Linked DNA regions of Mus musculus: region 2 is linked to region 1. A link is a contact called in public Hi-C data. All regions are on one chromosome and are shown on one strand. Each heading gives the region's core, a stretch centred on a gene start, on an enhancer-like site or on the middle of the called end of the contact. The rest is flanking DNA. Distances are from core to core; before and after follow the strand shown. Region 1 holds the start of Ccdc66 (coiled-coil domain containing 66). Region 2 has its middle 35 kb from the start of Gm25697.

What was found. Hi-C and Micro-C count contacts between places; a contact is called where the count stands out from the background.
Region 2: a contact with region 1 is called in a Hi-C map of myeloid progenitors, with 1.9 times the contacts expected there. The contact joins the enhancer-like site here to the promoter of Ccdc66 in region 1. A contact is called at or near these places in 2 of 39 promoter capture datasets (hippocampal neurons and macrophages), 1 of 15 datasets of contacts at CTCF or cohesin (CD8 T cells), 26 of 484 Hi-C or Micro-C datasets (the 63-12 cell line, the AML12 cell line, B cells and 21 more), 5 of 115 datasets of contacts at active chromatin or transcription factors (effector CD8 T cells, embryonic stem cells, intestinal villus epithelium and 1 more) and 1 of 9 other capture datasets (pancreatic islet).

What each region holds. Positions count from the first base shown.
Region 1 is chr14:27,506,707-27,510,552 of GRCm38.p6, reverse strand. It overlaps Ccdc66 (coiled-coil domain containing 66), which reads left to right and starts at 2,093. Exons shown (of 18, transcript NM_177111.3): 1 at 2,093-2,131; 2 at 3,838-3,846. The coding sequence starts at 2,121.
Region 2 is chr14:27,560,632-27,564,477 of GRCm38.p6, reverse strand. No RefSeq gene overlaps it. Among named protein-coding and RNA genes, the nearest start is that of Gm25697, 35 kb to the right of the region's middle. Within about 2 kb of position 1,702, at least 95 of the 459 cell types and tissues checked have an H3K27ac peak or open chromatin away from gene starts, as enhancers often do. A contact at or near this core is called in the 63-12 cell line, the AML12 cell line, B cells and 12 more, where this site is marked.

The DNA.
Region 1 (3,846 bases), core at 844-3,343:
AGAGAATTTATTGTAATGAGTTATAGTCTGCAGTCCAACTAACCCAACAATAGGCAGCTGTAAATAGGAAGTCCAAGAATCTAGTAGTTGCTCAGTCCCACGAGGCTAGTTGTTTCAGCTGGTCTGTATAAGCTGGGATCCTGAAGAAGTAGTTTCCAACAGATGTGCAAGCAGGCAAAGAACTAAGCCTTCCTTCTTCCAATGCCCTTATGTAGGCCTCCAGCAGAAAGTGTGGCCCAAATTAAAGGTGTGTGCCACCACAACTGGATCTGGAACTTGCTCTGTCCCAGGCTGACCTTGAACTCAATGATATGCTTGCCTCATTCTTCTGGGATTAAAGGCATATACTACCTTAACTGGGCCTAAGCTTTTCATGGCCGCTATGCCTCAAGATCTGGATCAAAAGTATGTGTCATCCCAAGTCAAGATCTGAGTCAGAAACCCGTGTCTTCTAGCCTCATGATCTGGATCACAGGTGTGCCCTCCATTTCTGAACTGTAGTTCATTCCAGAAGTTGACAACTAGGAATAGCCACCACACCTGTATAGCCTAGGCTGGCCTCACACTATGGAGGACCCCCAGCCTCTGTCTCCTAAGTGGCAGCAGCTGTGGTTACAGAAGTGTACCAGACATCAACTGTTTCTCTGACACTCACTTTGGTACAGGATTCCAACGGTGTGTGTGGCATGATGGGGAATTGCCCAGTCTTTGAGGATTTCTGTTGCATAGGACTAGACTATCCTCCAAGCCCAGCTACCACCATCTTCAGGATGCTTAAATGGGCCTGTCTGCATAAGATAGCACTCCCTGATAGCAGGACTGGATAGGGAGGTTCGTGGGACTCCCTCCTGAGCATCCCTCTCAGCCAACCAAATCCAATACTGCTGTAATGACACGTGGGCTCTGGGAACTCAAGGGGAGCAGATGCCCAGCTATCACATCCAGCCGTGAGCTTGAGCTTGTCGCCAGCCTTGCTAAGTGCAGACTTTACATTTACTTTCGGATTGCCCAAACTCCTGAAAACCCTCCTGCATGCTCCGGAAGTGACCCTAATAATGTCTCTACTATTGGGATCCTAGGAGGAGGGAGGTAGACATTGCCTTCTTTTATTATTATTATTATTACTAATAATAATAATAATTTATTTATTTGGTTCTTTTGAGACAGGGTTTCTCTGTATAGCTCTGGCTGTCCTGGAACTCACTTTTAGACCAGGCTGGCCTCGAACTCAGAAATCTGCCTGCCTCTGCTTCCTGAGTGCTGGGATTAGAGGTGTGCGCCACCACGCCCGGCTGACATTGCCTTCTTACACTTTACCCTCAGCAGCTTCTTTATGGAAGTGACATTTGTTTATTTTTATGTGGGGATTAGTGGGGGTGGGGATGGGGGTAGGGATGGTGGTGTCTTGGAACTCACTCTGAAACAGGCTGCCGAGGGTGCGCCCTCCCCGACTCCAGTCTGACACCAGGATTGATATAGCTGCAGGAGGCTTAGCCCCCTGACGTGAGTACTGGGATTCTCTGGAAGAGCAACAAGTGGAATTTTGGGCTGAGTCTAAAAGCGTCAGCTGGGGTTATACACATATTCACATTAGATATAAGATCTGTAGTATAATTGTTAAGTGGTCAGTGACCCAGGCAAGTCCTTTTGCCTCTTCGTGCCTCAGAGATAGCACTGCTAACGACGGATATACGAGTTTGGTCCACACTGTGACTGTTGCTGCAGTATTTAAAGAACTTCAGCCTGTAAGGTGTGGGAAGCACGAAGAGACAGAGACATATACTCTGTGTCCTAGGCGTCACAAGTCCTTCAACTAAATAAACCTCTCCTCCAAATATAAAAGAGAATGGTTACATCTGTTGTTTCTGCCTATTTGGAAACCTCCATTAGAGCCAAGGCGGCTCCCCAAGGTTGGCGGTGATCACGAAGAAACCGCAGACGCCCCCGGAGAGGGATCTAGAGTCCGGGGAGGCCGGCATCAACGAACGGACCCGCCAGCATGTCCCACTGTGATTGGCTCGGCTGGCCCCCGGCAACCAATCAGCATAGCGTTTGTTGAGCAGCGGCAGCAAGCTGGGTACACAAGTGACCTGAGCGAGCTGCGGGTGGGCGGCGGGGCCATGAACCTGGGGTAAGCCGGCGGGGACTCGCTGGGCTGTAACTTTCAGCCGGCGCGTGGCGGCGGGCGGGGTTCCGGGTCCAGCGCGGACCGTGGTGTTGGAGCGCCCCGGAGGGGAGATGGCGCCCCAGAGGGCGAGATGCTCGGGGAGCTACGGCTGCCCCGTACTGAGCTGGAGCATCCTCAGCTGGGGCTGGACCGAGTCTGGGGTGCGGTCTTCATCTTCAGAAGTTCATCGTTTTAGGAAAACCAGCCACCAGACCTAGACGTAACCGCGCATCCAGAAGCTGAATGTTAGGTTCTCTTCTGGGAGTTTAGAAATCAATGAGGCAGCCTGCCCCGTAAGCTTGCGGGGCGGTAGTATAGAGACTTAGCAACTTCAGATTCATTCAAGAGGTTGCCTTCTAACGTACCCATGAGCTGTTTGTAGTCCTGCAACGGGGTGGCCTCTGACAACCTATATCTCCCAGATTGTTTCCTTTTACAAACGCAGGCACTTTGATTCTCGCTACCAAAGCAACTCTGAGTTTAAAGTTGCTAGTCAACCTGCTCGCCCTTAATTTCTTGGTTTGGTATTTTCTCTTTGACGTTGTCGTCATTACTGTTCATAGACACATAACGCCCACCCCGTTCCCACCCCACCCCCGTAAGACTGTGTAATACTGTGTGTAGAATCCCATCAGAATTTTGTTGACTTTAATAGACAACGTAAGTTTTGCTGGTAGTGTTTACCGTTTCTTTATGGTGGCGCTTTTGACATGTAAAGTGTCATATTAGCCAAAGTTTATTGTTTATTTATTAAGATAGTAATAGAGTCACTAAAGCAATCGTGTAGTATATGAAATAGTCCAAGTTGTGTGGAATTCTGTATTTAAGCAGCCGTCACATTGGTGACCATTTTAGCCATCTTTCAGTCGCGTCTATTCCTCCTTGGAATCTGTCAGTCATGAAATTGTTAAAAACAAAACAAAACAAAAAACGCATAAATAGCTTATCTATGTCTTGTACCTGGCTAAGGAGTTCTGGTAGCAGCATGGGACTTTTGGTATAGAGCTGCAGGTTAAAGGATGCTGCAATAACTGGGTTGCTTTATTTCTTACCAGTAACAAAAACCAGGTTTCAGGTTAAACATGACACATGCTGGCCTCACTGAAAAGTTGTAAGAAAGTCTTTTGTATTTTTTTCCCTCTTAGGTTAAAAAAAATGTGTATGTATGAACACATATATACACATACTTTTTAAATACTTATTTTAATTTTATGTGAATGGGTATCGTGCCTGCATGTAAGTCTGTGGGCCACTTGTGCTGGTGCCCTTGGTGACCCGAGGGGCCTTTACAGACACTTGTTAACTGCAATGTTGGTTCTGCTTGCCAAGAATAGACAGTGCTCCTCACTGCTGAGCTGTCTCTCCAGCCTTGAAAACAATATTTTAAAATTTAAAGACTACTTTGAGGGAGGTTCAGGCAGGTGAATCAGGAATTCAAAGCCAGCCTGGTCAACCAGCCTGGTCTACATACATAGTGAGTTTGAGGGCAGCTTGGGCTATGTGAATTAAAAGAAACAACCAACCAAAACCCCTGCTTTGATGGTCATGTGATTCCTGTATACATTCAAAGGTATAGGTTTACTTTCAAGGTTCATATAAATATCCCTGGCTGCTATTTAGTGAAAGTTGTTAAATTAAACTTGTCAAAACAATTTTCTTTTATATTGCAGAGATGGTTT
Region 2 (3,846 bases), core at 453-2,952, 54 kb before region 1:
GTAGCCACCCGGGCCCGCTCTGGGAGGGAGCAGTTTTTCTTTAGGTGGCCTATCTTTCCACAGTTAAAACAAGCTCTTTGTTTGCTGGTAGAGGGGCGCTTTTGTGATTGTAATATGGCTGCAGCCAGTCCTGCATTAGTAAGTGGACCTCCTAGCTCTCTACATACCCTAAGCCAATCTTGCAATCCCTTGTTTTTTCTTGGCGTGATTGCATTCCTGCATTCCTGCATTCCTGTGTGGCCTGCTCATAAATGAGCTGTTCAATTAACGGCATGGCCTGTTCAGGGTCTCCAAAAACTCTTCCTGTGGCCTCTGTCATTCTCACTACAAAGTCTGAGAACGGCTCCTGGGGGCCCTGGATAATCTTTGTAAGGTGGCCTCCAGCTTCTCCCTTTCTTGTAAGAGCTTTCCAAGCCTTAATGGCAGCCGCTGATATTTGAGCATATGCTCCCCAATGATAATTAGTCTGATTGGCAGCATACTGTCCTTGGCCTGTTAATAATTCAAAAGTCTATTGCCTCTGATTATCATCTTCTGCCACAGCATTAATTCTTGCCTGATTCTGGGCAGCATCGTACCACAATGCTTTCCATTCCATGTATTGTCCCATATTAGGTAGAGTGGCCTTAACTGTCATTTGCCAGTCTGCCAGAGTCATTGCTACATTGGCAAATCTCTCAACCTGTACTAAGGTGAAGTTGGCATTGACTCCATAATTACGGACAGATTCGGCAAGTTCCTTAATTTGTTGATATTCTACAGGAGCATGTATGCGTCCTGCACTGTCTCCAGCATCGAAAACTGGAAAAGCCATCTGAATCTTTTTAATTCCTCCTGAGGCAGAAAGGAACTAGCACCATATCTTGATTCATATGGTGGAGGCGCTGAGGGATTGGGTGATGGCTGTATGCCCCCCCCCCTTTTATTAACTTTTTGCTGTACTCTTTGATCAGGGCCATACTTTTCCTCTTCATATCTTGCTGCTTCCTCTTCTAATTCTGCCTCTTCACTAGGGTCTAAATCATCAGAATCTGAGCTATCAAGTTCTAGGGCTTCTAGCTCTCAGGTGGGATAAATATTACTAAGTATACCTGTAGGGGGCACGTTTTCACCTTCCCCTTTTTTCACTCCCCCCTTTTCTAACTTCCAGGGAGGTCCTTTTTCCTTAGACATGTCTTTTTTCTTTTTATGAGCTCCTAATCTCTCGCTCCGTTCGGTTTCTGACATGCTGTCCTGAACCTTCTCTAACGTTTCTTGTCCCTCAACCACTGCAGGTTGGCAGGTCTCATCTTCTAAGCAGTTCTTTATTAATTTCCAAATTGCCTTAGTGCCTAGGTGTAAGTCTCCTTCCTCAAATTTTCTATCTAGGTCTCTTCCTAGTTTATTCCACGAGGCTGTGGTCAGGGAACCTGTTCCACGAGGCTGTGGTCAGGGAACCTGAACAAGCATACCATGGGGCAACACGGTCAATCTCTTTGACAAAATTTTGTAGAGTGTGTGTGGCAATCTTGAGGTCTCTCTGCTTAAGGACAATTTGCAGTGCATTTACAATTGACTGTGATGACCCCATTGTGCCTGCGGTTTATCTACATCTGATTTAAGGCACACTGAAGCAGAAAGTGAAAGTAAAATGCCATGCTCCGTTTCAAAAGCAGAAGTCCGTCCCTGAAGCAGAAGTCTGCTCTCAAAGCAGAAGTCTGCTCCCGGAGCAGAAGTGAAAGTAAAGTGCCATGGTCCGCTCTCTTATCTACCAGAGACTGACTGAGCTTGACAGTGCTGCCACTTATTTACGTGGGACTGACCGCACCTCAAGGCCAACACCAACCACGATAAACACAATAAGGCACCAGGAGAAAGAAAACAAATGCCAGGGTTACAAAAACCAAAGCTTCTACCGACCCATCCCGCGGTGTTTCTAGATTGAGACCAAAGTCAAAGGGAACAACAGGCTCACAATCAGACATATCTCTCCGAACTTACCTTTCACTGCAGTTCTGGACCCGCCCCGTTTCCGGGGGGCCTCCTCAGTGCCGGCAATGTTGTAGAATTCCTGGGATTTCAGCACCAGATGTCCCTGTGTGATAAAGAGTCTCGCCAGCGAGGACACAAACACAGGACACACTCAGATCCTTTTGCAGCAAAGCTTTAATGCATCTCGAGAGAAAGATGATCAGCTTCTGGGGAGGAGACCCAGAACACAGGAAACTCGGTCCTTAAATAGACCACAAAAGCAGTTGGAGACATATTTCACCCTGACTGGTTGCTCACCATCAGTCCAGATGACGCCACGGGACAGGCAGGGCACAAGGAATGGAAAAATACACCAGCACATGCGCAGACTACTTGTTTACCAGTTAGAACACCAGATATCAGCGCCATCTTGTAATGGCGATTGCAAGGGCGGCTCCTCACAGTCTGGGAGGAAGAGAGAAAGATTACACCCATAGAGAATCTAGGCAAGGAGATCTCGAGGGTAAGGAAGAGCAAAGCTTCAGCAGACTCAGGAGAGACGGATGAGAGTGGCAAATGAAGAGATCGACAGTGAGGAGAGGTGGAAATAGAGATGAAGAGGATTAGAGAGAGGTCTGAGATGAGAGAGGCAGGCAAGAGAAAGGGTTGCTAGATAGAAATAGGAAGCATGATGGGAAGAAGAACAAAGCCAGAACCAGAGATGTGCAGTGAGACATAAGGATAAACCAGGGTAGAGGGAGAGGATGGGGACATGATAACTGGACAACATGCAAAGGAAGCAAAGACAAGGAGGAGGAACAAAGGGATAGAGAGAGAGAAAACATTGTATGAGATCTCCATTACAGTCAGGAAAACAGGAGCAAAGAGAGGTAAATAACAAAGACTAGAGACTAGCAAGGTGGCACATGCTGATAATGCTAGCACTTAGAAATGATAAGTAGAAGGAACAGGAAGGCAGGGAATTAAAAAGGGATAATAGACAAGAGAGAAACTTGCATAAAATACTGGCCACAGTAGTCAGGGAAACTAGAGAGTTTAGTAAGACAGTACCAGGCAACTGCAGAGAGCTTTGGCTAAAGATCAATGTCTTTACTGTAAAGAAAAAGGACACTGAGCAAGAAGAAGAAGAGGGGCAACGGTGGCCTTCTGAAGCTAGAAAAGAGACTGTGTTTCATATCCCCCCCCCCCCACCGACCAGTTCAAGAAAAGTTAGAGAGTTTCTGGGCACTGCGGGCTTTTGTAGACTGTGGATTCCAGGTTTTGCTGAATTAGTGGACCCACTTTACCCCCTCACAAGAGATAAACAGTCCTTTGTATGGGGAAGTAAAGAACAACAAGCCTTCGATGCCATTTGACTGCCATAATGTCGGTCCCACCTTTAGGCCTTCTGGATATGACTAAGCCCTTCCATCTATTTGTGGCTGAGAACAAAGGTATTGCCAAAGGGATTCTTACTCAGAGATTGGGGTCCTGGAGAAGACCTGCAGCATAGTTATCAAAAAAATTAGACCTTGTGGCTGCAGGATGGCCTGCTTGTCTGCGCATGGTGGCTTCTGTGACATTGGTCAAGGATGCAGATAAATTGACTCTGGGGCAGAACTTGGTAATCTCAGCACTGCACAACCTAAAAAGTGTAGCTCATCAGCCCCCCTAATTGATGGTTGACTAACATTTGCATGACACATTACCAGACTCCATTGCTCAACTCCGATAGAGTCACTTCTCCCCCCCAACACCACCCCCCACCCCGCAAGTATGAACTCAGCTTCTCTGCCCCAGACCCAGACATAGAGGACCGTGTCCATGACTGTCAGCAAGTTCTTGCCAAGGCACATGGGTGACATAAAGATTTGACAGACCAGCCACTAGAGGGCG